3 separate regions of the Mus musculus genome follow, and all the other regions are linked to region 1. A link is a contact called in public HiCAR-type and promoter capture Hi-C data. All regions are on one chromosome and are shown on one strand. Each heading gives the region's core, a stretch centred on a gene start, on an enhancer-like site or on the middle of the called end of the contact. The rest is flanking DNA. Distances are from core to core; before and after follow the strand shown.

Evidence for each region. Promoter capture Hi-C pulls out the DNA fragments that hold promoters and counts their contacts. HiCAR-type assays count read pairs that join an accessible place to other places.
Region 2: a contact with region 1 is called in a promoter capture Hi-C map of hippocampal neurons, with 6 times the contacts expected there. The contact joins the enhancer-like site here to the promoter of Tmtc3 in region 1. A contact is called at or near these places in 8 of 39 promoter capture datasets (3T3-L1-derived adipocytes, the C10 cell line, cranial neural crest and 3 more), 4 of 484 Hi-C or Micro-C datasets (the G1E-ER4 cell line, cranial neural crest, nephron progenitors and 1 more) and 3 of 115 datasets of contacts at active chromatin or transcription factors (astrocytes, large pre-B cells and stem cell-derived neural progenitor cells).
Region 3: a contact with region 1 is called in a HiCAR-type map of astrocytes, with 5 times the contacts expected there. The contact joins the promoter of Dusp6 here to the promoter of Tmtc3 in region 1. A contact is called at or near these places in 7 of 39 promoter capture datasets (the 3T3-L1 cell line, the C10 cell line, cranial neural crest and 4 more), 3 of 484 Hi-C or Micro-C datasets (cardiomyocytes, cortical neurons and muscle stem cells), 10 of 115 datasets of contacts at active chromatin or transcription factors (T-cell acute lymphoblastic leukemia, acute myeloid leukemia, astrocytes and 7 more) and 3 of 9 other capture datasets (adipose tissue, embryonic stem cells and pancreatic islet).

What each region holds. Positions count from the first base shown.
Region 1 is chr10:100,485,077-100,489,540 of GRCm38.p6, reverse strand. Tmtc3 (transmembrane and tetratricopeptide repeat containing 3) reads left to right here and starts at 2,194. Exons shown (of 14, transcript NM_001110013.1): 1 at 2,194-2,379. It overlaps Cep290 (centrosomal protein 290), which reads right to left and starts at 1,959. Exons shown (of 54, transcript NM_146009.3): 1 at 1,789-1,959; 2 at 1,133-1,262; 3 at 902-979; 4 at 152-221. The coding sequence starts at 1,234.
Region 2 is chr10:99,169,404-99,173,867 of GRCm38.p6, reverse strand. All of the region lies in intron 10 of Poc1b (POC1 centriolar protein B), which reads right to left. Among named protein-coding and RNA genes, the nearest start is that of Gm34574, 60 kb to the left of the region's middle. Within about 2 kb of position 1,792, at least 212 of the 459 cell types and tissues checked have an H3K27ac peak or open chromatin away from gene starts, as enhancers often do. A contact at or near this core is called in astrocytes, hippocampal neurons, liver and 3 more, where this site is marked.
Region 3 is chr10:99,260,758-99,265,221 of GRCm38.p6, reverse strand. It overlaps Dusp6 (dual specificity phosphatase 6), which reads right to left and starts at 1,991. Exons shown (of 3, transcript NM_026268.3): 1 at 1,131-1,991; 2 at 241-678. The coding sequence starts at 1,530.

The DNA.
Region 1 (4,464 bases), core at 945-3,444:
CCCCTACCACAGCACTCAGGCCAGTACCTGGAACTGCACAAGGATGTAGCATCTTTCAGTATAAATTGAATACATATGTTATAGAATAGGATAGATTTTATACTGTCTAATAAGTAATGGAACCACAGTAGTTTTTTCCCAAGACATTTACCAAATTTTGCTTGTTCTTCTCCAGCCTTTTCAACTTCTTCCAAAGCGAGCTCTACTTCCTGGGCTTTCATCTGAACATTAAAACGAGAGGGGAAGAATCTGTATTATTTACACTGTAATGTAAACAGTGGGAATGGAAACTGTGTGGAATTTGCTATCTCAGTCTGTAGTGTGTACGATGACTAACACACAGAGACAGTCAGTAAATAGTTGTTGAATAAATACATAAGGCTAGAAATTCCAGAATGGCAAGACTTTGAATTATATCTGATTTTTCCGTTAAACTTTATAGCCATTACTTAAAATGTTTTCAATATCTTTTTTACTATCCCAATTGTTATTATTAATAAATTTAGTAATTCCTTCTTATAATTGGAACTAATCAGCTCTCATCCCTTCAGTCTATACAACACATTTAATGTTGCCTTCATAAGTACATTTCTTTACCAAGTATGATTTAAAAACCTTTATTCCCTTCTAAAATGCTGATAACCAAAATATACTCTCAAACTCTTGAACAGTATATCCCAAATTACTGGCCCCAAATATTTTTCTATATGCTTTTACCTTAATGTAAAGAATACATATTCTTTCTCAGTATTTATTTATGAAGAATCTAGAATCCTCTTATCATTTCATGTATAGCTTATAGGGGAGAGATTTTGTATTTTATTTGACCATATGATTCTTTATGACTCTTTATGTTTCTCCTAAAAAATATTTCTTTTCCTACACACTCTTTCCTACAAACCTTCATTAGAGACTGGGTAATTCTGAATAGATGTATCATGTTTTCTTGGTCTTCATTTTTTAGTTCATTTACTTCCACCTAAGGAAACAAACACACAAAAAATGGACTATTTCATACCCTGCACATTAAATACAAGCACTCTTCCAGTTATAGCATTCAATGATTTCAAGAAGCAATTTCAATTCATGACATTGTACATCAGGCTCTGTGTACAAATCATTTATTAAGTACCTTGGATAAAGATATCAATAATTTATCTGCTAACTCTTCTTGCCGTGGCAGGTCATCTGGATCAACTTTGATTAATTCTTTCCACTTTATATTAGGTGGCATCTTGAATTCTTTCACTGTCTCTCAGCCTCTACAAAGAAGCAGGTGGATTTTAGCATTTTCAAGGAAAATGGCCTTGCAGTGTTTACATGATCATGAGCGGTCTTACTTAACTCTCTAGGTGCTGGCTAAGAGCTATGGCTCCTGAACTGCAAAACAGATGCAGAGGCAAACAGCCTCGACGAAAATTAGTTCCCCTGACACAGGCTATACGATAATGTACACGCTAAATTATTATTTTCTTGCTAAGACGAATTCGGAGCTAAAACCCCGAGGCCCCTTTTCCAAGTCCCCTACCATCAATGATGGTACCAACTCCCAAGATGTTTGGAAGTTTTTGAAAACCTTCTGAGGAAAGGGGACCAGAGGATTTTTAAAGTAGATAAAAAGACTGAGCTAAATGAAGTGTTTGCGGAATCAAGCTCAATCAGGGAGGCCGAGACGACACTGCAGACAAGAGCGACAGAGGTCTGGATAGGTAGGGCTGCACCCTGTCCCTCGGGATTACGATCCTGTGAACGACACTAAGCGGCTCCGGCTCACGAGGATCCACCCACCGAAACCAAGACCTGCCACCAGCAGCAGTCACTCATCTACAGCGACCACCTCCGGGTTCGGCCACCGCCCCGGCCTCACGCTTCCCAGAGCGGTCCTCGCGCACTCAGGCTGCTCCCGCCAACTCTTCCCGACCGAGCCGAAGCGGCGCCGGCTGCTAGGCGACACCACTCCCCGCCCCCCAGCCTGCCAAGACCGGAACTAGGCCCCGGGATACCTGGGAAGACTACATTTCACGACCCTGGAAAAAGCTTTACGGCTCTATTTCCCCTCCAAGCCCTCCTTACTGTGGATGAGGGAGAGCCGTGAGATGAGGACTCTACGTCCCAGAGTGCAGTTCGGCGTCGCGGCTGTGCATCCTGGGATTGGAAGTTTTTGGGAAGAGCGGCGCGTTCCCGGCGTGCAATGCGGGAGTCTGCGGCCGCCCTGGAAGAGCTGGGGGAAGGCTCGGGAGGCGGGAGGAGCGGCTGCTAAGGTGCGGCCGCCCCGGAGTCCGAGCGTGGCAGGCTATGACTGTGTTTTCTGCGGAGTCCTTCTCCGGTCCACCATCCCAGAAGCTTTCCTGAACCGTCTCCTGGCGGAGCCGCCCTCAGGTGAGGTCGGGGCGTGTCAACCCACAGCCAGGAGTAGCTCAGGGAACCTTTGCGTTTTTAGGGAAGCGCTAGCTTGGGGCTGCCGAAGGGCTGGCGGATCTTGCAGAGGTTTGGGAAAGAGTCCTCCGGCTACTCAGGTAGGTGCGAGGGGCTCCCAGTTAGTGGCTTCCCTAAGAGGGGAGTCAATAAAAGTTTCCAGCCTCCTTGGTGTCTGGGAAAGTGGAGCGCCCCCACCCCCACCGCACCCCCTGAGTTCACGCTCTGGTTGAGTGAAGAAGGAGCGTCAAGATGGGGCAGCCTCCTGCAGCAGCTTGCGGATTGTAGTGCTTATTAGGTTAATAAGAGTGGAGTGAAGGCCAAGGAAAGAGGAGCCTTAGTGCGCCCAAGGCTCTTAAGCCGGGCTGGAGGGAGGGAGGAGGGCCATGCCAAGCGATGGCATTTTGCTGTCATTTGCTGGGTACCAAGGGAGTTCTTGGGGGAAAGTGCCTTCTCCTTCTCAGATGTTAATCTTCTTACTCAGGGAACTGTTGCCAAATGCACAGCTATTCTACACCAGCAGGTAACTTTAGGAGCTGTAAGCATCTATTTGAAAGAGTGCGTCTCGTATATATGTATGAATGTATGTATGTATGTATACGTGGATAGATATATAAGGTACTTATACATATCATACATAATAGATATTAAGTAATTAAAAGAAAAATGTAGACAGTTACATTTTTCTTTTGAAAAGATTTCTGCGGTTGAGAAAAACAAATAGCACAAAAAAATGGTATTTGAAACAAATTTTAAAGACGTTCTTCAGATTTGTAGGCCTGATTGCAGTGTTTGCTTTATTTCTAAATACTGTTTAGTTTTGGAATTATTCTTTGTGGAGATACAGCAGTATTATCCGCATTGTCCATCTAAGAGATTGAAGCTCGGAGAGGTTAAACGCTGTTTTCTTATTTAATGTGATGAACACAATCATTCATTCTACAAGCTAATGTTTGTGAAATGCGTGATATAGTTGCACTTCCCAGTTTCTCTTTTAAACGTTAATACTAAGCTTTACTTGTGTTTTGCACATTTAATTTTATGGCTTCATTTACTCAAGAGTTTGAATTATTTTTCCTGTTCATTTTGTCAGTAGTACTAAGAAATGAGACTAGTATTTATTAAACACATGTAATATGTTCACTAGTATACTACCTTAAGAATTTGCTGTTTTTAATCACAATACCTTGATTTTTTTGTATGATTTTAATACATATTTTCTATTACTCATTTACTATTTTTGTGTCATTTTATTGGTCTCTCCACCCCTGTTTCTCTTCATGTTCGTAATATCTTCAAGTAATAAATTGTATTCTCTTCAGAAGGGAGAAGTTCAAAGTCATTTATTAGTAACTGATGAAGCTAGGATTGTATATCTCAGTGAAAGTAACAACTTAAGTATATTCTTTATTAAATTCCATTCTGTAACTTAACGGTATTTTTGAGCTAATACGCTTTTCTTGGTATAAGAATACTGCAGGAAACAAATTATATTATGATCCAGGTTTTTATATTGCACTTACCTGTGAGTCAGGGCATTTAACTGAAGTTCTGGTTCTGCAGGTTGCTATATAATTTTCAAATGGCTAAGATAATTTTTCTTCAGAATTTCTCCATTTTTCAAATTTTTCCAAGAGCTGGTTTGTATGTGACAGTTCTATCAATAGCCTTGTTGCTGGAGCACTTGCCTGGACCTGTGTTCTATCTAGCCTGGGCTTGTATGAAGAGCTTTATCTAACCCAAATCACTTTGTGACAAAGCCCTGCCTCTTGTAATTGTTACCTCTGTTCTCTGTACCAATGGACTTAAATTCATTACCTGTCCTTTGCTGATTTCCTGAGAATCATACTGCTCTAATGTTTAAAATGTTGCATGACCATAAGAAGTGTATTAACTGAGGTATAGAGTAAAGGTGTTTATCAAGATTTTATTTTTCAAAGGACCTTCATGTTCGGGTAAAGGAATGTATGCATAACAAGCAGATACTTGTTTCTCTTTAGCATGAGGAGACTGGACGGAGAAGTCTGATTCAGCCTGAATGCAGACGTC
Region 2 (4,464 bases), core at 543-3,042, 1.3 Mb after region 1:
TAATTTTGTTACAATTGTCATCTAGTTCTCCATCTACACCAAATCTTCTGACAAGTTGCTGGCACTGTGCACTTTTACCTGGATTATTACAATACTGTGTTCTAAGGAAAAGGCCATCCCTGACATAACTATGGCATTACTATGAAAACCAGCAAACTTAGCATTGGTATTCTCATCTAAAATTCAGTCTCTGTTGAATATTTGTCAATTTTCTCCTCTTGGTGGGGAGGTTGAACCTACTCCTCAAGTAAGACAAGCCATTGTCAATCAGATGCTGTAGAAGTGTTCTGGAGAAAGAGTTTCTACATGACCAGGATCCAGTAGAGAATTACACTGCATTAGCCTGCATTTAGCTGTGATTAAACACAGGATTCCACATAATATTCCATCGACTGACATACTACCCTTCTAGGTAACAAACACCTTTTAAAGGACACTTGTTTTATCTTCTTTTCTTGCTGGTTTTGTTACAAACACTGCTGGGATAAGCACTCCTTTGTATTTACATCCTGGTCATCCTTCAGGGTGACTCACTATGTATCATTTAGGGTCTAGCTGAGCAGCAGTAGCTGGAATGGTCGCTTTAACAGGAGGAACTCCCTATAGAGGTTTAGAAGTTTTCTTTAAAGGTGAGAGAAGTTTGGAAATAAGATGAGGTAGCAAATCCATCGACTAACTAACGACCTTTCTAAGGCCGGGGAACAAAGGGAAAGACTGGCTCTCAGATCCTAGACATTCAGAGGGACCCTGTGAAGCAAAACACTGTGTTCCCAAGGAGAGAGGAGGAATGTTCATTAAAAAGACATGTTGGAGAGGAAGAGGAAATGCCTGACATTCCTTCTCCAGCTCCTCTTCAACTTAACACAAACAAGTAAAGAACTGTACTACCAGAACCACAGAAACCCACCCAAAACTGCGATAATTTGGAGAAAGCTTAAAAGTACATATAAAATCGGAGTCTTATCGTTATCTCAAGGGAAGAAAACGAAAATGCCATAGGAATAAAAAAAAAAAAAAAGAAATCAAATTACTCTGAAATATTTGTCAAATGTAAAAGTCCAATCAAAGCATTCTGAAGTTTAAGTCCTGCACTGGCTGCCTGGCTCGGCAATACTGTTCTTTATCTGTGTTTGAGGATGTATGTGTCACATATGAGATCTTCTGTGATGTCTGACTGTCCCCAAAAGAAGGGAACTGACAAGAGACAGAACTAAGCAAGATCTAGTGCTGGCCTCAGTAGCCAAGACAATAAGGTTGTAAATCTCTCGGGATTTCACTAACTGTGAATCTAAGGACTGACAGACAGAAAGTGTACTTTAGCAGGCCACCCCCTCCCACCATGGAGCTCATTGTCAAAGAAGGATCAGGGCTAACTCCTCTATCTAAGCAGTACTCCAAAACTCAAACTCTAATGGGCACCATGCACAGAGGGCAATAAGTCAGGTCACTTTATTGCACAGCCCTGCAGATGGCCCGGAACTCCTCTGGGTGGCCAGGAAGCTCTTCACGCTGACATCCTCCAGGAGACAAGCATTTTCGGAGTGCTACCCCTGAGTAATTAATTTCCTGTGTGAAAGCTCGCTGCTGCCCTTGCATTCCTCAGGGTGCATGTGCTCTCATCTCAGAGGATGTTGCTTTTCCACAGGAAGAGGAAGGAACCAGTTGTCACTGGATGTGTGGGCTGAGCACGGCGGGCATTTTCCGCATGCCTTCGCCTCAGCTGTGGGAACTGGGGACGCAGCTTGGATTCCCGGCCAGAGAGGAGGCTGGTGGTGTCTCTGGGGCAGAGGCACAGTTTAGAAACACAGTACAGCAGGAAGTTAGAGGCAGAAATAAGATCTGCAGCTTCCACACCCGCAGTACCCAGAAATGTGCGCACTTTCTAAAGGGATTTGCAACATCTATTTACTTTGTTAGGCAGCCAATTGCATATTACAAGAAATTCTTTTGTAGAGTTTCCTGTTTTAAAAGATACATTTAACAGAGAAAAAGAAACCTCTCTTGTCACAGAAGTAAAGAAACAGAACAAAGTACTAGCTAACAAGGACAATTTATAAAAATTTGATTTGTATACAGTTTTTGGTAAATTCATTGAATTTTCCTTCCCTGTGACTTTGAAAAATAAAGAAGCTCAAATTAGCAATTTTAGGGGGGAGGGAAATACACCCCAATCATGTAACTTAGACTTCCTGTCATGATTTTTACTGCAGAGTCGATTACTGTAGGTGGGAAATGGCGCTCTTGGCCTACACCATTTTCCTTCACAGAGAGAAATTGAACAAAAGATAATGGGAACTCCACGCAGAGAAAGAAGCCATGCTCCTTTAACACACCAAACATTCCTGTTGGTGCTGCTTTAAAGTCAGTTTCAGAGAGGACGGGGAAGGGCCAGTTCCGCACTGAAGCTTTAGCCGTTTCCCTAACAGGAGGCTGCTGTGCTTTAAGGACAAGGACCTATGGGATCAGGAAAATCTCCGTTTCTGTTTCTTCTGTTTTAAAGACTGTATCTGGAAAAAAGAAAACATGTTTCCTACCTGAAGGAGGCAGGTGGAGATGCAGTACAGGAGCAAGACAGACACCTCAGAGCACCCAGACAGACACCTCAGAGCACCCAGACAGACCCCGAAAAGCACCCAGACAGACACCGAAAAGCACCCAGACAGACACTGCAGAGCACCCAGACAGATACTGCAGAGTACCCAGACAGATACTGCAGAGCACCCAGACAGATACTGCAGAGCACCCAGACAGATACTGCAGAACACCCAGACAGATACTGCAGAGTACCCAGACAGATACTGCAGAGCACCCAGACAGATACTGCAGAGCACCCAGACAGATACTGCAGAACACCCAGACAGATACTGCAGAACACCCAGACAGATACTGCAGAGCACCCAGACAGATACTGCAGAACACCCAGACAGATACTGCAGAGTACCCAGACAGATACTGCAGAGTACCCAGACAGATACTGCAGAGTACCCAGACAGATACTGCAGAGTACCCAGACAGATACTGCAGAGTACCCAGACAGATACTGCAGAGCACCCAGACAGATACTGCAGAGCACCCAGACAGATACTGCAGAGTACCCAGACAGATACTGCAGAGTACCCAGACAGATACTGCAGAGTACCCAGACAGATACTGCAGAGTACCCAGACAGATACTGCAGAGTACCCAGACAGATACTGCAGAGTACCCAGACAGATACTGCAGAGCACCCAGACAGACACCTCAGAGCCACCCAGACAGACACCTCAGAGCACCCAGACAGACACTGCAGAGCCACCCAGACAGACACTGCAGAGCCACCTAAACAGTGCTTGAAAACACACCAACCTGCCCGTTTACTGTAAGCCAACAACATATTTGGTTTTTAGAAATCATATGTGCTAAACTTACAAATCAAATGCAGCCTTATTCGCTGTAGCAAAGTTTAAAAACCTTAAAGAGAACCTGACCTTCTCCAAATGACGCCGTGAGTAAGCCTGGGGACGTAGTACAGGGAGAGGGAAGGAAGGCTGGGTGCCAGCGCCCCGTGACTTACGGGCGCTCCTGCATTATTCTTAAAACTATTTATTTATATTATCTGTGTGGACGTTTACGCTGCATGCAGAAGAAGATGGGTGCCCTGGAACGGGAGTTACAGATAGTTGTTAGTGGTCAATGTGGGTGCTGGGAATTGAACTCGGGTACTTTGGAAGAGAAACCAGTGCTCTTAACATACTCTCCAGCCTGCACGTGCATCTAAAGCTGTCAAAGTTGTACATTTTGGCTGAGGGACATTTGAATTTGCAGACACTGTGTTCTTTCAAATAAGTCCTTCCAAATCTTTGCTTACATAAGCAGTTAGGAACTGAAATAACTCTGAACTAGTTACACAATGTTGTCTAGTAACCAGGATGTACTGTTGCCACAACACCCGTGGAAATATTCTGTCTGCAAGTCTACTCTCCCTGTGTCCGCAGATGTGTCAACACAACATTGCTTTATAGGTAGTATGTACCATATGGTCCATGAAAGTGGGCAACGGCTCTCTTCCCTCAAACAGGCTGATGTAAAAAATCTTTTGCAAAAGAGAAACCAAGCGTGCTCTGCTGAGAAATGTGACTCTAAATGACATTTAGCAGGGCACTCCCCAAAGTCACAGAAAAGGCAGAGAATTTCCTTCCCCTGGTTCCAGAACCTAAGACAAGAAAACTATGATTATTTTTCTGTCCTTGGCTCTTTGTCAAAATGAGGTTGAGGCAGAAGATATTCCCAGCTGCCCTGAGATTATGCAAGGCTACACCTTACTGTCCCCTGGGAGAGGAGATAGGGAATCCCACAGCTGACATCCAATCTGTCAGGAAATCCTCTTGGCTCTGCCTTCAAAATATCTTCAGAAGCCTGCCATCTCTGACCCTCCCTTGCTCCTGCCTGTGTCAAGCCACTACTGCCTGAAGTCCATTAGTTCCT
Region 3 (4,464 bases), core at 742-3,241, 1.2 Mb after region 1:
TCGTCTAGAGATAAGGAAAACATGGCTGATTGGAACAGCCTCCTTTTAAAAGTATGAATTAAATGGCTCAAATAGTCCCCCGATCTGCTACGTCAACGGGCCCTGTTTTCCCTTTAAGCAAGAAGGTAAACAAGAATTAACACTCTTAAAGACAGTAGAAGACCTGCAGTCCAGCAAAACAGCCTGCAGGAAAACAGATTAAGATCTTCAACTCTATGAATGACTGTAAATTAGTCTCACCTATGAAAGAAATGGCCTCAGGGAAAAACTGGGACAGGTTTTGGCTCCAGTGATCCGAGATAGGAATTTGCTTGTATTTGAACTCGCCCGCATTCTCAAACAGATTGGGCAAATTGGGGGTGACATTCAAGATGTACTTGATGCCAAACTCTTCCAACACGTCCAAGTTGGTCGAGTCCTTGGCACAGCCCAGGTAAAGGAAGGGCAAAATCTCCACCGGGAAGGAAGGCTGGCTGTTGGACAGCGGGCTGCCATCAGAGTCCGTTGCACTATTGGGGTCTCGGTCAAGGTCAGACTCAATGTCCGAGGAAGAGTCCGAGCTGATCCGCAGGCCCCCGAGCCCCAGCACTGGCAAAGGCGGGGAACTGCTGCTGCACGAGCCGTCTAGATTGGTCTCGCAGTGCAGGGCGAACTCGGCCTGGAACTTACTGAAGCCACCTGCCAGAAACAAGAAAAGCAATCTTGTAACCGGAGAAGCTGTAGTAATTTACAGCTAGTGAGAAGCACAAAGAACACTATGGACAGGCACCCTAGGAACCCCCGGCAGTGGTAGAAGCACGCTTCAATGCGCACCTTTAGGAACACTACCCGCTGCTTACCCTGGGAACACTTATTCTCCTGAATCTGGAAATGCACAAGATTACTTTTCTTAATATTTCGAGGAGCTGCGAGGTGCCAAGCTGCACCCTGAACTACGTTTCCAGCTCTTGTGAACCTTAATCCTACACCTACCCAAAGAAAGGTGCCTGATTAACCCTTGAAGGAGAAGCTACCACGGTGGCCCAGCTAGCTCCCCTAAGCGCAATGCAAGCGGCGATCGCTACCTCGCTAACATTTTCCCCAGCCTGCAGTCCCAGCCCGGAGCCCTGCACCCGGGGCGCACAACATACCTTCCAGGTAGAACGCCCGGCAGCCCTCGTCTTTGAGTTTCTTGAGCAGCAGCCCGAGGACCGACTCTCCACCAGTGTTCTCATTCCAGTCGCTGCTATTCTCGTCGTACAGCACCACGGTGTCGGTGCCGCAGCGCCTGGTAAAGCGGTCCCGGTCCTCGCAGCGCGTGAAGAGCGCACGCACGGGCAGGTTGCCCTTCTGCAGACGCCGCAGCATGATGCCGGGGATGGCCACATTAATGGCAGATTCGATGTGTGACGACTCGTACAGCTCCTGTGGTCGGCAGTCCATCAGCAGAAGCCGTTCGTTGCCCAGCTCCAGCTGCTCGTTGAGCCACGACACCGTCTTGCAGATCGCCATTTCCGACGCGAAGGGCACGGGTCTGAGCGTATCTATCATGGGGGTCGAGCTGCAGGAGAAGGCGGGGTGCCTAGCAGACGCCCCTCGAGGCAGGCATAGGCCGAGCACGCTGCGCGAAGCTCCCGCTCTCGGAGCGGGGTTTGATTCCGCCTCGCCTTTCCCAAGCCGAGGCTAGCGGTTAGGGAAAGCGACACAGAAGTCAAGTCGGTGGTCCCTCTGCACCAGATCACTCTCCGAGTCAATGAATCTCTCTCTCTGAATGAAGGTGCCCAGTTTTGTTCCTACCCAGTGAATGAAATCCAATTAATTCGGACTCCGTGCCACTGAGAGGAGAAAAAGGGAAAAGAAAAAAAGTCTAGCGGCTCTTAATCCTTCCCTCTGAGGCTGCACCTCGGATCCAACCCGGTGTTTCTCGCCGGATTATTCAAGACTGGGTTTGCTCACAGTCCCTAGGACTCCGCGAGAGCACACCCCCTGTGCGAGGCAGCTCCTCAATGGATACAAACAGCCAGCGTCTCAATGGATACATTCTCTCGGTCAGCCAATGAGCGCGCTGCGGAAGGGGCTGTTGCCGTGGGGACGGGCCGGCTGGAACAGGTTGTGTTGATGAATTGTTAATGAGTTTGTCATTCACAAAAACGGAAAGGAATTTCCGCTCCGGATAAGCCCCAGTGCAAACAAGCTGCAACTGCGGGCTCGGCGGGAGGAAGGAGAAAGAAGAGGAGGCGGCGGTGGAGGAGGAGCAGGGCACATAAACCAGGGCACTAAAGTTGTCTCGTGTTTCCTTCTGTTTAGAGTTCACACTTCGCGTCTAACTCTTGCGCACCAGTAGTGCAATTAGCAAGCACAAAAGCCCTTATTCGCGACGCTTACAATCTTAAGTTAGCCTTAATAAAACTTGAGGGGTTTTCCCCCTTTTTAATTCTCTTTAACGCTAGATCCAAGCCCGCCATAGCGCCGCCCCTGCTCCCCCACCCCCAACCCGGTCCTCCTTTAGATCGTGTGTGGCATTTGTTTGGCTCTTTTAAAAGTCTAGTTCTGTTTGTTCTAATGTCCTTTTAGGCGAGGCTGTGTTGGGACTGGTGGACTGCCTGGGCTTTAGCGACCCAACGAAGTGTTAAATGCTAATCCAACATCTCTAGAAACAAACTAGTGTTTTGTTGAAACATTTTAAAGCAACTAAGCAAACAAGCGTTTGGTTGTCCAGAAAACCAGAAGCGCCCCAACCCCGGGCTTTCTCAACTTTCTTGGCGGCAGCGGAGGGGGGGGGGCGGGTGGTGTAAGCACCCAAAACCTTGTCAGCTATCCCTGCACTTTTCTTCTGCTCCGGTGAAGTGGGGGCATTCTGAGCCATTGTTCCGGAGATCTTGCTCCCCACCACCATCACCGGTCACCCATCGAGCCTGGGGAGTCGAGCTCCTTTAACGATCTGGAGCCAAGAGCAGAGTTTGGTTTCTAAGAGGAACCGGTCTGGCAAGGCAGCCTAGGTTAGGTGCCTGGGACGACAGGCCTCACCAACGTTTCCTGCACCCCGGAGACCTGCAAGCCTGCGGGAACTCAAGCGTAAACAGTGGCGGTTGTGGACAGAGGCCGGTCCCCTATCCTTTCTAGGCTGCAGCGGTCCCCGGGCCCCGCAAGGAGCACGCTAGCAGCTCCAAACGCGCTTGCGCGCTGCGCTTTGGCCGCAGCATTGCTGCTCTGGGGGATGGGGGGGGGGGGGCAGGACACGCGACGACCCCGTGATCGCTTGTAAGGCCGTCGCGGAACCGTCGCCTAGTGAGAGACCTGGAGCGGAAAAGGAGCCAGAGGTGTCCCTGTCTGGACCCCATGGTTCCAGAGTTAGGGTTGGGAAGTCTCATGGGCACCACCCGCAGGCAACTCAGGACGGAGGCGGCACCGGAGCCGGATGGAGGCGTGGCCGGCGGGGGCCGCGACGGCGACAAGAGCGCATCCCCGGCGCGCTCGGTTCTATTGTTATATAAAAGTGCAGAGGCCGCCCCTCCCGGACGGAAAACCACCTGTGTGCGGCGACGGCGGGCCCTGCGGAAGGCGCGCGTCCCGATCCGGTCAGCCCCTCGGGTCCCAGGGAAAGGAGCTGGGCTTTGTCCGGCCGCGACCGGGAGGCGGAAGCGCCGGCTGCGGCCCTTCCCGAATCCGGGGCGCGGAGGGCGTCTAAGGTCACGGGATCTCCCCAGCCCAGCGCCTCGCAGCCGGGTCCTACCTACTGTCGCCCGCAAAGCAATTTGCATTTTTAATCACCCGCCTCTTCCGGGGTTTGGGAAATGTGGGCTAAAACAGGGCGACTTGGAGGTCCAAGTAGCCAATTTTGGAGCCCTCCCGCAGGCAGGCGCCCCAGAAGGAGCGTTTTGATGAAAATGGGGGTTGCCTCCAACCTCTCTCCGCGCCTTTTTTGGGCAGCACTGGGAACAAAACGCCCATATTTCATTGGCTAGCTTCCAACTCCCGCTGGGGTAGGCCTGTGCTGCAGCTGACGCCCCCAGATCCTTCCCCATCTGTTACAGGTTTTCCCACCCTGAGACATTTCAGTCTGTGGGACCAATGGTTAGGAGGAGGGAAGTGGGGTGCTCCGCGGAAACGTGAAGGACAAGCCTCAACCTCCAAACAGAAGAGGGAAGCAGGTTGGGTTTTTCTTTACCAAAATTTGAAGTGAAGCACCAGACAGTTGGGAGGTTGATAATAATATCTTTGCACACTGGTGGAGAGCTCTAAGCATTTGTACCTATGTTTCTGAGTCTGAATTTTTTCCCACTTCCTTCAGGAAATTTGACCTTTCGATCTAACTATATCCAGTTACAGTTTTTTCTCCTTGTCATCTTTCTTGTATTTTACAGGGTCTTTGTAATATTAAGTGGGCACCATGTGTGGGAATGTCATGCCCGTTAGCTGATATGCTTATATGTTTTTGAGCTAACCTGCAAAATGGCTTGAGCACTTTGGGAGGTTTTTTGGCCA